Linked DNA regions of Mus musculus: region 2 is linked to region 1. The links are chromatin contacts, called in public promoter capture Hi-C maps. All regions are on one chromosome and are shown on one strand. Each heading gives the region's core, a stretch centred on a gene start, on an enhancer-like site or on the middle of the called end of the contact. The rest is flanking DNA. Distances are from core to core; before and after follow the strand shown.

Region 1 (6,834 bases), core at 3,716-6,215:
CTCGTTAAGTCGGAGATGCCTCTTTGCCACTCAGAGGAGAGCTAAGAGGGACGGGGGATATAGATGTATGGAATACAGGGGATGAGCCAGGAGTAGAGGAAAGCATGTGGGACTGTCTGTCTGAAGCATCCTTCTTGGGATGAGATCACTTTGGTGTTGTATTCTCAGGAGCCCTTGGCACCAGTAAAGCCTACAGACCATAATCTGCCATGACTGTGTTGGAAGGTCATCAAGACATTGTTTTGGGGCGAAGGGGAGTGATTGGGCCATAAAGATTGAACCCTCCTGAGAATGCTTAGTACCCTTGTAAGAGAGACACAGAGAATTGCCCGATAACCTTCTAACAAGTAAAATCAGTCCTTTTGTGCACCAGGAAAATGGGACTGGAACAAGACAGAGACTACCTGGTTGGTTGGTTGGTTGGTTGGTTGGTTGGTTGGTTGGTTGATTGGTTGGTTAGTTGGTTGGTTGATGGATTTGGTTACAGCAACCAAAATAGGTGAAGACAAATCTGATGAATTTTTATTTATATGGAATATATCCATTGATATTTGGCCCTTAAGAAGTTAAAACTTTTAAAGACTTCTTCATTTAGAAGCAATCATAGATATGATGTGTGTCATATTTTGTTGGGGAAAATCTCTACACGCCTGGTGGGAGAGCAGTGTGGTGCTATTTTATTTTTGAAAAAAAAAATTGCTTTCATATTTGGCTTGCTTGGAGGGCGACTGGGTGTACATCATCCACCCGTACATAGCCTCTGACTTCTAGACAATTTCTGTGTGCCATCAAGAGACCACGAAAGTTAAGACCTAATCCTGGAACTAGAAAGGTTGCTGGGCTTGCTGTTCTACCATGAGGGCCAGAGTTGTGTCCCAGCACCCAAGTAAGGAAGCCCTTGACTGCCTGTAGCTCCAGTTCCAAGGGATAATGGAAACATGCGGCTCGTGGATGTCCTCTTTTTGAAACAACACAATTTAAACAGTCATTTTAGAGGAGACACTTGTGAAGGCCATTCTGCATTGCTTGTGTTAAAGGAACTATGATGGGTATAAACCAACTTCCTCCTGGCGATGAGGATCATCGCCTTGAAAGTAGCTTCACAACAAGGCCTGGTGCTCCCAGATTTTCTATCCGAGTTTATTGAGCGCCCTCTTAAAGTTAAAAACCATACACTTGCTGACCTGTAGTGCCGGTATGAATTGGGACTTAGACTTAAACACCTACAAATTCGAAGCTTGGGTATCGGCTTCTTACACTTGTAGACCGTTTACAACTATAAATTGAATACGTCTACATGCTAAATGCATGTAAAACAGTTGAAACTGAAATATTACTTTAATGGCATGAGTGATGGTTGGCCAATCCCAAGTCACTGTTCCAAATATAAACTGACCTCCAAGCGATGAGTATCTTTGAGTGATGGTCTCTGCCTTCTGCATTTCAATGGGTTTTTTCCCCCTTTTAAGTATCACAGACCTTCAGTTTGAAGAGTGGCAAGATCTGATTTGGACTCTACTTGACCGTTAACATGTTTATATGCTTAGCGTGTTCCCTTTCTCCTCTTCCCGGTGCAAATCAGGGTACAATGTTTTCTTTCCAGTGTATCTTGTTCTCCAACTGCTGATGCTAACGTCACCTGTAAGCATTCGTGGATGAGAACGCTGAGGAGATACATGCATGAGAGGATACACAAACAGACCACTCTTAAGATGTGCAACATAAAGATTAGGGAGGATGGCACAGGAGCACCTCCACAGGCAAGCAGTGCTGTGCTGTGTCAGTGGCTTGGGAATCACTCTTCCCAATTCCTGTGGGGTTTTTTTTTCCCTAACTCTAATTTAATCTTTAGACCATACACAAGAACTACACCTGTGTCACTCCCAGCCCTTTCTCTGCCCCCCACTTCCAGTTGCTCCCATGAGCAAACTCCAACCTCCCAAACTCATGACCTCTTATTTTTAATTATTATCCTAGCATGTGCATGTACACACGCATACATAACCCACTGAGTCCACGCAGCATTGCCATCTAGACAAGCGCCCAGAGCTGACCACTTGAGATTGGGCAGCCTTTGTGGGAGCCAGTCCCCGGAGGACTCTTCTTTCCAGCAGCCCTTACGTACCAGTAGCCCCCACCTAGCGCCTAGGATCTTGTGGCCTCTGTTTACTTTGTCTCTAGCCCTGTCCCTCACACTCCTGGAGGTCTTACTTGTTTGTGTTTGCTGCCTCTGTCATCTCCAGCCCTGTATCAGCTGCTCTCGATCGACTGTGTTTCGGGAATATAAATATTTATTCTTGGGCAAAGTGTATACAAGTCGATGCTAAGTAGTCTGTGAATTGGATGAGTGATACGCAGTCACAAAGGCATAGTCACTGCTAGTCACTGCAGCTGCTGCTTTGCTCCGAGGTGGAGTTGGAACTTCTTCTGGAGACAGGAGAGGAAGGAAAACTGGCTTGCTAGGTACTCGGATGAGGAAGAGGTCGGATGTGTGCTCTGAAGTGCTCTCCAGGTCTTCGTGTGCAGTTTGGCTTCTCTTGCACTGATGATGATACTAAGGTGGATAGCCTTGGTTAGCAATGCAAATAGAACTGTTAGGGGGGGGGGGCTCTAAGCCATTAGCTGACATCTGAGAGGACCAAGATTGCTTGATTTGACACCTGTAGAGAGCTTTAGTTATAGATACTCGGCCTACAGAGCCAAGACATGACTCGTGAAAGAGCGGTAGGGAACGGTCATGTGTGCATTTACACGGGCTCACATGCGTGTGGGTCTGTATTCCAGCTCCAGGCAACCCAGTCTCCTCCACAAGCGATTATACCGTGGAGGGTTTATGAAGTGCTGAAACATATGCAGAGTATGCTGCCAATAGGAGCTGCTTTATAAATGATAAATAATAGTTGACTTGGCAGAACACATCAGTTGAGATTACAAGAAAATAGATGGTAGGTCTCCAGGAAACTTTCCCTGCCTGTGCAGGGTCTGTCTGTCGTACAGCCCTTGAGCCACCCTGATAGTTACCTAGTGAACGCTCCTTGGGCAGAGCCTGCTGTGTGTTTGCAAGGTGTGTAGCCCTGGCCCTGCCTCACAGGCCTGGGCAGAGTTCTGAGTCTATACACTGTTTCGTGTTGCCTCTGGCAAGAACCAATGAGTGTAGGGTTGGAGTCATGGGCACACTTTAGGCTTGAGTTGGCTTTGTGTGCTTGGTTAATGCCACTGCATTTCTACAGAATAAAGTTCAACCATAAAAGTTTCCTGTCAAGAGCCAAGTAAGGATGAGAGAGCTTAAACATGCATTTCAACCCACTGATACTAGAAACTGGTGTGCTTTGTGCCTGGAAGCAACAGGGTCTCTAACCAGTTGGTGTGAAAAGTCCATTTTCATCTGTCTACTCGCCCATCCAGTCATTCTCTCCCATGAGGAAGCCTTTTTCCTTTGTGTTGAGGAAATGGCCCCGTTCCTAACATGTTTGCCATGCTAGGTGGAGGATCCGAGTTCAGACCATGAGCGGCCATGTTCTTAGAGGCTCAGCATGATTGCGTGTAATCTTAGTACAGAGGAGGGCAGAAACGGGCTGATCCATGGAGCTCGCTGGCCACTTGGTGATCTCTAGGTTGAGCTGCAAAATTGAGAGACAGGCACAGTAGAAGAGCTGGATACAGACCCACAGGTGCCATGAATGTGTGCACATATCAACAGGCGAACACACATGACACTGTAATGCTTTTTTGAAGTTAGTTTATTCTCTGGTAACTTATTGTGTGAAGATGAAAAAAATCAGAATAATTGACTTTCACCATCAGAAAGGGGGTTACTGTAGGTTCTAGAGGTCACGTTGCTTAATGCAGAAATAGTAGTTAGGTGACATGAATTAAGACTAATTGCTCGAGGAAAGAAGAGTGCGCTTGACTAAATTAGAAATGTTTTCTGCATTTTTTTTTTTTTTTTTGGAAGTACAAGTGCTTTAAATGAGGTTCCAGCGTAAGCTCGCATGCGGTTTCCATTTTATAGTTTTCTTACCCAATTGAAAACAAACTCTCAGGGATTTTATTGAACTTGGTCAGTTGGGACCTACCCAAGGCCGAACCGCCACCTTCTACTGGGTTCCCAATCTCCCTCTCCCGCTGCGAGGGAAGCAGCACACCCGGGCGCTGTTGACAGAGCCCTTTATGTCACCAGTTCCCGGCTTACAAACTAGGCTAGGAGACACAAAAGACACTTGGCACTTCATGACTACCTAAGACTGGCTTCTTTCTCTTCTAAAGTGACTTGGCCAGGATTGGCCTCAAGTCCCCCGAAAAAGGAGGAGACTGAAATGCAAACAGAGTTGAATAATAAAGTGATGTCATTGTGAACCAATTGGAACAGTTGGTGTCACGTGCCTGGCAGCCACTTCAAATGCCCACAGAATAAGGGTAATGGCTTAAGTCATGTTTCTTCCCTCACCCTAAGCCTGAGCAGTCCAGGGGACCAGATGCAGAATGCAGAATAGCCTCTATAGCCAGCTTAGTTGTGCTTGGAGGATGCATCTTAACAAGTTGGTTGGTTTTTGTAAATTATTATGACAAATTCAAAACTTATTTTCTGGTTCTGCCCTACCAATACAGCCAAAATCATTTCTAACTCACTGAAAAGCGGAAGTAGACTCCAGTTTCCCTTTGAAGTCGCAGTCTACAAAGCTGGCCCGTGGCACATTTCCAGGTGTGTCAGGCGGTGCTTTTCAGCTAACATTACATTCACTGGGCTTCACAACCAGGACGTCTTGGATTCGTTATTACAAAGATTGCTGCGTGGCCACCACACGCTTGTTTATGATCCAGTAGTTAAAATCTTTCCAGAAAATGTTTTTTTCTCTCTGGACCACCCTGCTTGAAATAACAAGACAACCACCGTACAAAACAAACTCAGTTACCTACTATTTTCAAGCATATTGTGGGGTAGAGGCCGAGGAGAATGGAGGAAGTGGGGGAGGGCAGATGAGAGCAGACTGGAAGTGTTTGCTTCTAGAGTCAGACTTGTCAATCTCTTTATCAGTCTCTCATTTGTGAGTGATGTAGTTCAAACAATACTAAAACAAGCATCAGTTGTCTCCTTTTAAAAGCAAAACAACAACAAAATATTTCTTGCATAACCAGCTTTGGGAGCCAGGGTAGGTAACCTGAGAGTATTGAGTGATTTTTTTTTTTTCTGGGCTGACTGCAGCCCATTTAGGAGTAGTCCGTATTGATAGAGCTGCCAGCTCTCCTCAGGTAGAAGAGAGCCACTGCCTTTGTGCCCACCCTCCTAGCTTCTCTGCCTCCTTCCCGGTGAATATCAAGTGGCTAGTGTAACTAGGCCCCCTCAGAAGGAATTCTCCCCCCTGACATCTCTGGTCTTCTGCAAGGGCCCTTTGTGTTAGTCACTTGGTCAGCACAGAAGCCTCTGCCTTAATGCAGCCCTCTGCTTGGTCTCCTCCATTACAACCTGTCTTTCTGTCTATCCCCCGCTTCCTGCTCTAGATCACGGCTTGGTTGTTGTGTCCGCCCCGCTAAGTTATGATTCTCACCTGTTGGCTGTAATTCACAATGGCTCCCTAGTGTCTGTAATGTGATGTCTTAACTGTAGGTTATCCCCACCGGATACCTAAGCTTGTCTGCGGCTGCTCCACGGAAGTGTAGACCTTGGACTGGGTTTCTGATCCTTCTGCCAAGATGCTCAATCCTTGTCTCCCACTCTCATGCCTTCTTGCACCTGAAAGAAATTCCTTCGCGTGATTTCCCCCCTTGACTGTCACTCCCCAGCTAAGAGCTGGGTTTTTTTTTTTTCTCCCTAAGTACTCGGTTGTGGTTGTCTGCATTCTCTCTACTAAAACTTGATCTTGTACTGTATTGTTTTGTTCTTTCATTTCACAAACTTGTCATAGCCGAGGGGATTCCAAATTGATATAGTATGCCAGTCCACTCTGTGTCTCTGAGGCTGGAGCAAATCCTGTTGTTGATTGTGTGGCCTCAATGGCCCTGCACCTTGTTTCCCACCGCCTTTCCAATGAGATGATGGTCTTGATTTCTCAAGAACACCATAGAGGCTCTGTGTTTGCGGTGTCTGCCAGGACAGTCATTGTCCTTAAACTAGCTGATGGTGACAGAAGTACAGTCAGCACCCTGAAATCAATGTGGTCCCAATCCTACCCCAAGTCTTGAAAACTAAATACTACAGGAGGTTAGGAAATACTTGCTGAGCCTAATACCTGTGTGAAATATATAGATATAACCCAAATATTTTAGAACATGAAAATATTGTTGTGGCTTACTCAGGGGTTGTTGCTAAACTCGGACAAGAGGGAATGATACAATGTGTGAGCTGCGTTCTTCCTGGGAGCCTGTGTGTGCCCTGTCCGTGTTGCAAGTTAAATTAAAGATTTTGAAAAGCAATGTAAAAATGATTTACCGCTCCGTAATTGGTTTCCTGAAAGCCAAATGATATTTATGTGAACAACCATGAAAGATGCAGCTACTGTAATTTATCGTGCTAGAGTATTTTCAAAATGTATGGAATGACTAAAGCGTAAGTGTATTAAATATTCTAGAGGAAGACATATTTAGGCCATAAATCTAGGCTCCCCTTGGAATTTGTATTCCTTCTTCTGTGCCAGGTAGATGAAGATTTTTAAGTTTTTAGGCCTCCGTGGGAGGAAGATTTAGGGTTTGGGGAGTACATTTGTATCTCCTTTAAATTTCTATTGTTTATCAGTGGCATGTATAAATGTTTTAGGGAAGTGTTGACTGCAACATTACCCACTTTAGCTCTGCCCAATTGTCTGGCAACTATGGGGTAAAGATGGAAGGAAGTGCTGT
Region 2 (7,145 bases), core at 557-3,056, 200 kb after region 1:
TTAGAGGAGGGCTCTGCCCAATCTAACTTAGAAAGAGAGATGTCATAGAAACAACATCTCAGATTTAGAAGAACAAAGACCAACACACTGATTAAACGAAACTTCTGGAGGGAATACGAAAGAATTCGTATAAAGGTACTTACCCGAACTCCCCCGCCCCCCAGCTCTATAAATAAAGACCCAGAAATTCTTTATATATTTTAAAGCTTAGGCTTTTAACTTGGGCTCTTTCCCAGCTATTCTAACCTGACTAATTCTGGCCTACGTCCTACCGCATAGCCAGGTCTACATCTCTTGTTCTCTGAATTCTCCATCCACCACCACATCTGGCTGAATCTCTCGCTTCTGATTTCCTCTCCCAGAGCCCTTTCTCTGCCCGGAAGTTCCGCCCTCCGCTTCCTGCTTTACTATTGGCTGGCAGATCTTTGTTAAAGCCAATCAGCAGGTACAGAAGGATGAATATTTATTAATTATCAGACTGGTGATGGGCCATTCAAGGAAACCCTTCACTAGAAATCTGAAGTTCTGAGTGTGGATCTAGCAGGACTGGCCGTGGGGTGGGATGTAAGCCAGAATTAGTCAGGTTAGCATAGCTGGGACTGAGCCCAAGTTAAAGGCTTAAGCTTTAAAATGTGTAAGAGTTTCCGTGTCTTTATTTATATTGTTGGTGGGTCCAGTTGGTGAGCTGTGGGCCAGATAACCTGTGGGAATCCCATTTCTATCACGGACGAGCTCGGTTCTCAAGGGTTTTCTCCTCTCTTATCTTGATGTTCTCACTGAATTCAGGGCATTGCACCACTTTCCTTGTGGGGCTGGCATGAGGATTAAATGAGCTTGTGTATGCTCAGCTGAATCTCAGTTTCTTCATTTTAAAGGGAGGGAGTAGCTCATGTCTGCCCTCCAAGGTTTGATTCAGTTCTGACATTTGACGTGGAGTGAAGCTGTGTCACTTACAATATTTTTGTGTTGCTGAGGTTCTGTGCATTGTGAATAGGTTCTGCAAGAGGACACACAGAAAACTAGAAATTTTATTCGTTGGGATTGTGGCAAGATTTAAAAATATGTGTTATGTGTGTGCCTGCGTATGTACACATGCATGAATCTCGAGGACAACCTCAGAGTGCATTTATATACAATATACAATCCGATTTGTGTTTTGAGACAAGGTCTCTCACTATTTCCCCAGCGCATCTTATCTGTCCTTTTTTGTTTGTTTGTTTTTGTTTTTTGAGACAAGGTTTCTCTGTATAGCCCTGGCTGTCCTGGAACTCACTTTTTAGACCAGGGTGGCCTCGAACTCAGAAATCCACCTGCCTCTGCCTCCCAAGTGCTAGGATTAAAGGCGTGCGCCACCACTGCCCAGCTGTGGTTTGTTTTTTGTTTTTTGTTTGGTTTTTCGTTACCTGTCTTTTTGTGTATGCTATGGTGGGAGTAAACTCAGGCCCTCCTGCTTACCAAGTTTGCACTTCCCTGGCTGTGCCCTCTTCCAACCCCGACTGTCTAAGACTGTTTTCCTCACAGTAGGCAGTATCCACATTTGTTTTAAGTGTGGATCATTTCACTCCTGCCAGAAATGGTTGTGATCTGGCTGGCAGGCAGAGCTAGTAGAGGGACGTCTTTTTGTACCAGAGTTAACGAAAACAGCGGCATATGCAGTTATAAACCATGGCTTCCTTGAGATTTTGGAGGTCCGGAGCTAACAGGCAAGTCCCTCTTAGAAGAATACCCCTCCAGTGGGGGACCTCAAGCTGTTGAGCCCCAGTGGGCGCTTGCTGACCTTGTGTGCTCTTAGCGCCCCCTAGTGGTGATGTAGGAGAAAGACACAGGGCTCCATCGGACACTGATCGCTGGGTGCTGGTGGCCAGGGGGAGCTTGAGAGATGCAAGAAGAGCTGTGTCCCCAGGTTTTTTCGTTTGTTTGTTTGTTTTTGGACACAGCTTCCACAATCTGCTGTTACAACACTCATACTTATGAATAACTTAGGAAAATAAACCCCAACGTGCAGCATGCTCATCGAAGGGATAAGGCTAAGGTTACTAACAGAAACAGAAAGTTGCTGACATGAAGATGTTTGAAGGTGAGATGACATGCCAACATGACTTCTTCCTTCCTCCTTTCCTAAAGAGAAGGGAGCTAGGTGAAACCCATTATTTGGATCTCTACTATTTAGCAGTGAGTAGGGACACAGGGGCAGGGACAGGGGCAGGGAGCAGGGTGCTATTTGGCACACTGAATCCTGCTCACCAGGAGTGAGCCTCCTCGCAGCCGACACGGCAGGGACTTTTGCTATCCAAAGATTCTCTGGCTGAAAGGAACGACGAGGAAGTGGTTTGAGGAGGCAACATGTCTTGACTTTCTTTGTTTCACAATTAATTTTTTTCTTGTCTTGACGTTGCATTTAAAATACTTGCTGATTTTTTTTTTTCTGGTTTAAAAAACGCACATGTTCATTTGTATGGTGTTTAAGGGCTACAACGAAAGACGGAGGGAGCAAAGCCATGTGGGGTTAACTGCTAAAAACATGTTAATGTGTTTCTTTATTTTTACATTTTTCCTTTCCACGTGCATTTTTATTTATTTATTTATTTGTTTATTTATTTATTTATTTATTTATTTTTTGAGCCAGGGTTTTGCTGTGTAGCCCAGACTGGCTCAAGAACTTGCAATCTTCCTTCCCCATCATTTCAAATGCTGAGATTTTTGCCTGCTTTAAAAAACCTGGGATAGGTCACTCCGAAAAAAAGAGGGAGGTCCCAAGATAGTTGCCAGTCCTTACCACCCCCCACGCCCCCACCCCCACCCCCCGGGATTTGCCAGGAAACAGTTCTCTATAACGGTGGTGGTCCGCTGTAAACTTTTTACAAGAACCTGCCTGCCTGGCCCAGCTGCACATTCTTCTCTAATTTTCCTATAGTCTCAGTTTTCAAAACAAAGTTGGTCATGGAATGTATTGGCCTTCTTGTGTCAGGAGCTGGGAGCAGAGGGTTGGATGTTTACAAAGAGGGCCTTAGATGTGGCCCTCAGAGGTGATCTGTTTCCTCCCGATGACTAGCAAAACCTCCTGGGACTGAGTCTTTGGGCTTAAGGACAGGACTGAGCCTGGAGGGCTCAGACAGAGGACACATTTTCAAGGCTGCTTTCAGAGCTGGTACCAGGGTCACAGACAGCAGGAACATCTATGGGGGGGGGGTACAGCCTGGGCTCAATCTACTCCAGGCTACCAGGGCTCTCGAGAAGATGAGAACGGCACCATAGTTGTCTGTGTGAGGTGGAGTGAGGCTGTCAGCCTTGCAGGTTGAGGTCTATGGAGGTCCAGGATGGAGAAGGAGTCAGAGAGAGAGAGAGAAAGAGAGAGAGAGAGAGAGAGAAAGAGAGAAAGAGAGAGAGAGAGAGAGAACGCAAGACCATATCCAGGGTGGCTAAAGCTTTCTTCTCTGCTCTTCCTGCATCCTGCTAACAGGGCTCCTTCTGTGAGCACTTGGCTGAGTAATTGCAAGTCATTCCCCTGCCTCAGTGACGTGAGAGAGCAGAACAGTAATTTCATTTGCCTTTTTTTTTTTTTTTTTTTTTAGGTCAGACTTGAGACTTCATCTCTTTGTTTTTGCACGATATACCGTGATGAACCTCAACATAAAATACTGGGTTTGGTTAATCCCCAGGACACAAAGACAGGTTGGTAGCTTTTTTTTTTTTTAATTGATTTGTTCATTTATGAGCATTGGTGTTTTACCTGCATGTCTGCCTGTGTGAGGGAGTCAGAGTCCCTGGAACTGGAGTTACAGACAGTTGTGAGATGCTATGTGGGTGCTAGGAATTGAACCTGGTGTCCTCTGGAAGAGCAGCTAGTGCTCTTAATAGAGTCAACTCTCCAGCCCCGTGCTGGTAGTTATTAATGGATATGGTGTCTATGACCAAGCTGCACATAGAGCCTGATTTTGTTGTTGTTGTAGTTTTGTTTTGTTTTTTTGTTTGTTTTGAGACAGCGCTTCTGTGTATCCCTCACTATCCTGGAACTTGAAATATAGACCAGGCTGGTCCCAAAACCAACAGAGATCTGCTTGCCTTTGCCTCCCAAGTGCTGGGATTAAAGATACATGCCACTACTGCCCAGTGAACCCTGGATTTTAAAAACGGGAATCTTGATTTTGTGGTATACAATATATGGGGATTTTCAATGTCTAGGGATGCAGCGGTCCATTCTTATTTATCTCTTTTGAGACATGAATCATTTTGCATATCTCTGACCACAGTCCCTACCCAGAGCTGCTTTGGGGCTCACTCTTGCTATTCCCATTAACAGACGTTCCAGAGCTGTGGGCACTGGCTAGGACACTATTGGGACATTCCCATGACCTTGTGGAATGAAAGGGCCATTTTCTTCTCCAAATGTAACAAACAAGGGCCTCACACTGCTCAAGTGACTTGCCAAAGGCCTTCAGCTAGAGCACGGAAGGGCTCGGTTTTTGCAGAGTGACAGTTGGGTGGGGGTCGTTTCTGACGGCGACAGTTTGGTCTGTGACTCATTTACCCTCTCTCAAATTATGGAGAGACTATCTGTGGCAGGTTTCTGCTTCATGGAGTGAGTCCTCTGGAGAGAGACGTAAGCATAGTCAATTGTGCCTTAGGCAGAGGCATGGAGACTGCTGGCAAGCGAGCCTTGTTGGGCCAGGCGGTGGTGGCGCACGCCTTTATTGATCCCAGCACTTGGGAGACAGAGGCAGGCTGATTTCTGAGTTCAAGGCCAGCCTGGTCTATAGAGTTCCAGGACAGCCAGAGCTATACAGAAAAACTCTGTCTTGGAAAAACAAAACAAAACAAAACAAAAAACCAAAGCAAACCAAACCAACCAACCAAACAAAAGAAAGCCTTGCTGGGAGGAGATCTAGCAGGTTGGTCTACCCGAACCCAGTGCACCAGCGAGCTGGTGGGAGGCACCTGACTTCTGACCTCACAACAAGCAATCCTTCGAGGCATTTTTCTTGTTTATTTTGCCTTTGCAATGCCAACAGTTGCTTTCCAGTAAGACGTAATAGTCATAGTACACTGGCAATACACTTTTTAGCTAGTTAGGCCTCATGAAATGACAGCATTTTGAGATTTTAGGTCTTTAACTGTTTTCAAAGGAGGACCGTTCCAGCTCTCCACCTCTCCTGGAGAAATGCGTTTGCGTGTCACCTGACTGTCTGCCTGGAGTTTAGGCTCAGAGTGTCCCTCGTTCCACTGAGTGAGATTCCTTAGCACATATGAATATGGATCAGGGTACATTCTTAAAAGGCAACAGAAAATTAAGTACAGTGCAAATGGGAAACAGATTTCTAAGAGTCCATTGTATGTTTACATCATGCAGACCGTCTCACTGTGGGGCCCCATGCTCGTATATAAAAGTGCTTTAAATAAAGTTTCCGGTTGACTTCCTGCTGCTGAGGGCTCCATTGTTGCTGGTTGCATTGTTGTTGATTCCAGAGGAGTGCCTGATACCCTGGTGCACTCCTTTAGAAGGGGTCTTGAGGTCTTCAGAGAGTGCAGATCTCTCTGAAGAGAATTATGGAACTAGAATCTTGCAGACCCTAGAGTAGAAGGACTCTTTTTTTTTTTTTTTTTTTTTTTGGGTTTTCGGTTTTTCTAGACAGGGTTTCTCTGTATAGCCCTGGCTGTCCTGCAACTCACTCTGTAGACCAGGGTGGCCTCGAACTCAGAAATCTGCCTGCCTCTGCCTCCCGAGTGCTGGGATTAAAGGCATGTGCCACCACACCCAGCTAGAAGGACTCTTCACAGCTCTGCCCAGTCAGTGGGTTCCTTACCCTTGGGGTAAGTTGTGTCTTTGGAGAAGGGGATTGCTGGCTCCGGTACCTTATCTTTGTCCTGTGCCATTATCTTTGCATGCTGGTGAAGGCGGATGCAAGTTTAATAAATGGAAGCTAAAGGGATCCAAAGCTGTTTGATCGGCCCTGCATATGAGTTAATTATTGATAACGGTGTGTGAGTTAATTATTGATAAGCCGGTTGACTCCATTACAGTGACTTCCGATAAGTCTGTAAGCAAATGAAAAACATCCTGGAAGGGCGAGTTCCCCAGGGGCAAGCAGTTGATGCTGCTGGCATCTTGCTCAGATGTGGGTGATGACATCGGCCACCATTTTCCCTGTAGGGAATTGCAATTGTGGTCTGCCTAAAGGTGGCTTCGGAGACAGGGTCTCTTGTCTCTGCTGCTTGTGAGCATTTATTCTGATTTTCTACATAGCAGCTGGTTGATATTCCTTAGGGGGAAGTAGACATAGGTACCCAGCCTCCCCCTTTCTTAGCTTCTCAAGGGCCTTTATATAATTTCTCTTGTTTTATTTCCCTTATTTATTATTAATTAATCTCAAGTGTTTATGACTATATAAAATAAGTCCTCATGCCAAATGAAAGGCGACTTTCCCATCTTTATTAAATCCGAAGCACTCGCCCTAGGAGCCATGATTCCTGCCCCCGGTGACCTTGGCTTTTCTTGTTTCTTCCTGTGTCTTGACTAAGCGGTAGGATGAGCGTGGATTTGGATGTTAAGTGAAGCATCAGGAAGTCATGCATGTATCAGCCGGGCTATCTGGCTTCTCTGAGCATCAGGTTTGCCATTTACAAAATGGAGAACAATTTATGCTTCCCAGGGTATTTGTGGAAACTGAATGACTTATGGCAGAAAATATGATGCTTTGGGGCAGTTCCAGCAGTGAGCAGTTTTCCCAGAGTCAACCAACGCAAACCTTGGTCTACATCTTTGCATGTACATTGTGTGAAAGAAACGCGATTTCAGAGGGGTATGCTTGCACATTTACGTCTGGCCAGACTCTGTGAGCTGGAATTGTGTCCCGCAGCACATTCAGCTTGCCACACCACAGGCAGGCTAGTTTGACTCTGAACTACACTAACTGGGAGGTTGTTCCTCTACAGCCCCCAAAGTGTTTATTGTGTAAATGCTATGTACTTGATCCCAAAACAGCAGCTGATCAGGGGTAGGCTGGGGTGGGGCCATGTGGCCATCCTGGGTAAGAAAGAAGGTAGTCATTCTATCAAGGGGAGATGCCAGGAGCCAGCTGTGGTCTAGTGCTGCGGGAAGGGAAGACAGCGTTTCTAATGACCTCTTTTGCTGGTCGGGCCATGTCTGT

What was found. Capture Hi-C pulls out chosen DNA fragments and counts their contacts.
Region 2: a promoter capture Hi-C map of adipose tissue shows a contact between it and region 1. The contact joins two enhancer-like sites. A contact is called at or near these places in 3 of 115 datasets of contacts at active chromatin or transcription factors (bone marrow-derived macrophages, double positive thymocytes and stem cell-derived neural progenitor cells) and 3 of 9 other capture datasets (adipose tissue, liver and pancreatic islet).

The regions. Positions count from the first base shown.
Region 1 is chr7:68,098,351-68,105,184 of GRCm38.p6, forward strand. All of the region lies in intron 2 of Igf1r (insulin-like growth factor I receptor), which reads left to right. Among named protein-coding and RNA genes, the nearest start is that of Gm51488, 35 kb to the right of the region's middle. Within about 2 kb of position 4,966, at least 66 of the 459 cell types and tissues checked have an H3K27ac peak or open chromatin away from gene starts, as enhancers often do. A contact at or near this core is called in adipose tissue, where this site is marked.
Region 2 is chr7:68,300,980-68,308,124 of GRCm38.p6, forward strand. It overlaps Fam169b (family with sequence similarity 169, member B), which reads left to right. Exons shown (of 9, transcript NM_001374636.1): 3 at 3,573-3,672. Among named protein-coding and RNA genes, the nearest start is that of Gm16157, 28 kb to the left of the region's middle. Within about 2 kb of position 1,807, at least 61 of the 459 cell types and tissues checked have an H3K27ac peak or open chromatin away from gene starts, as enhancers often do. A contact at or near this core is called in adipose tissue, where this site is marked.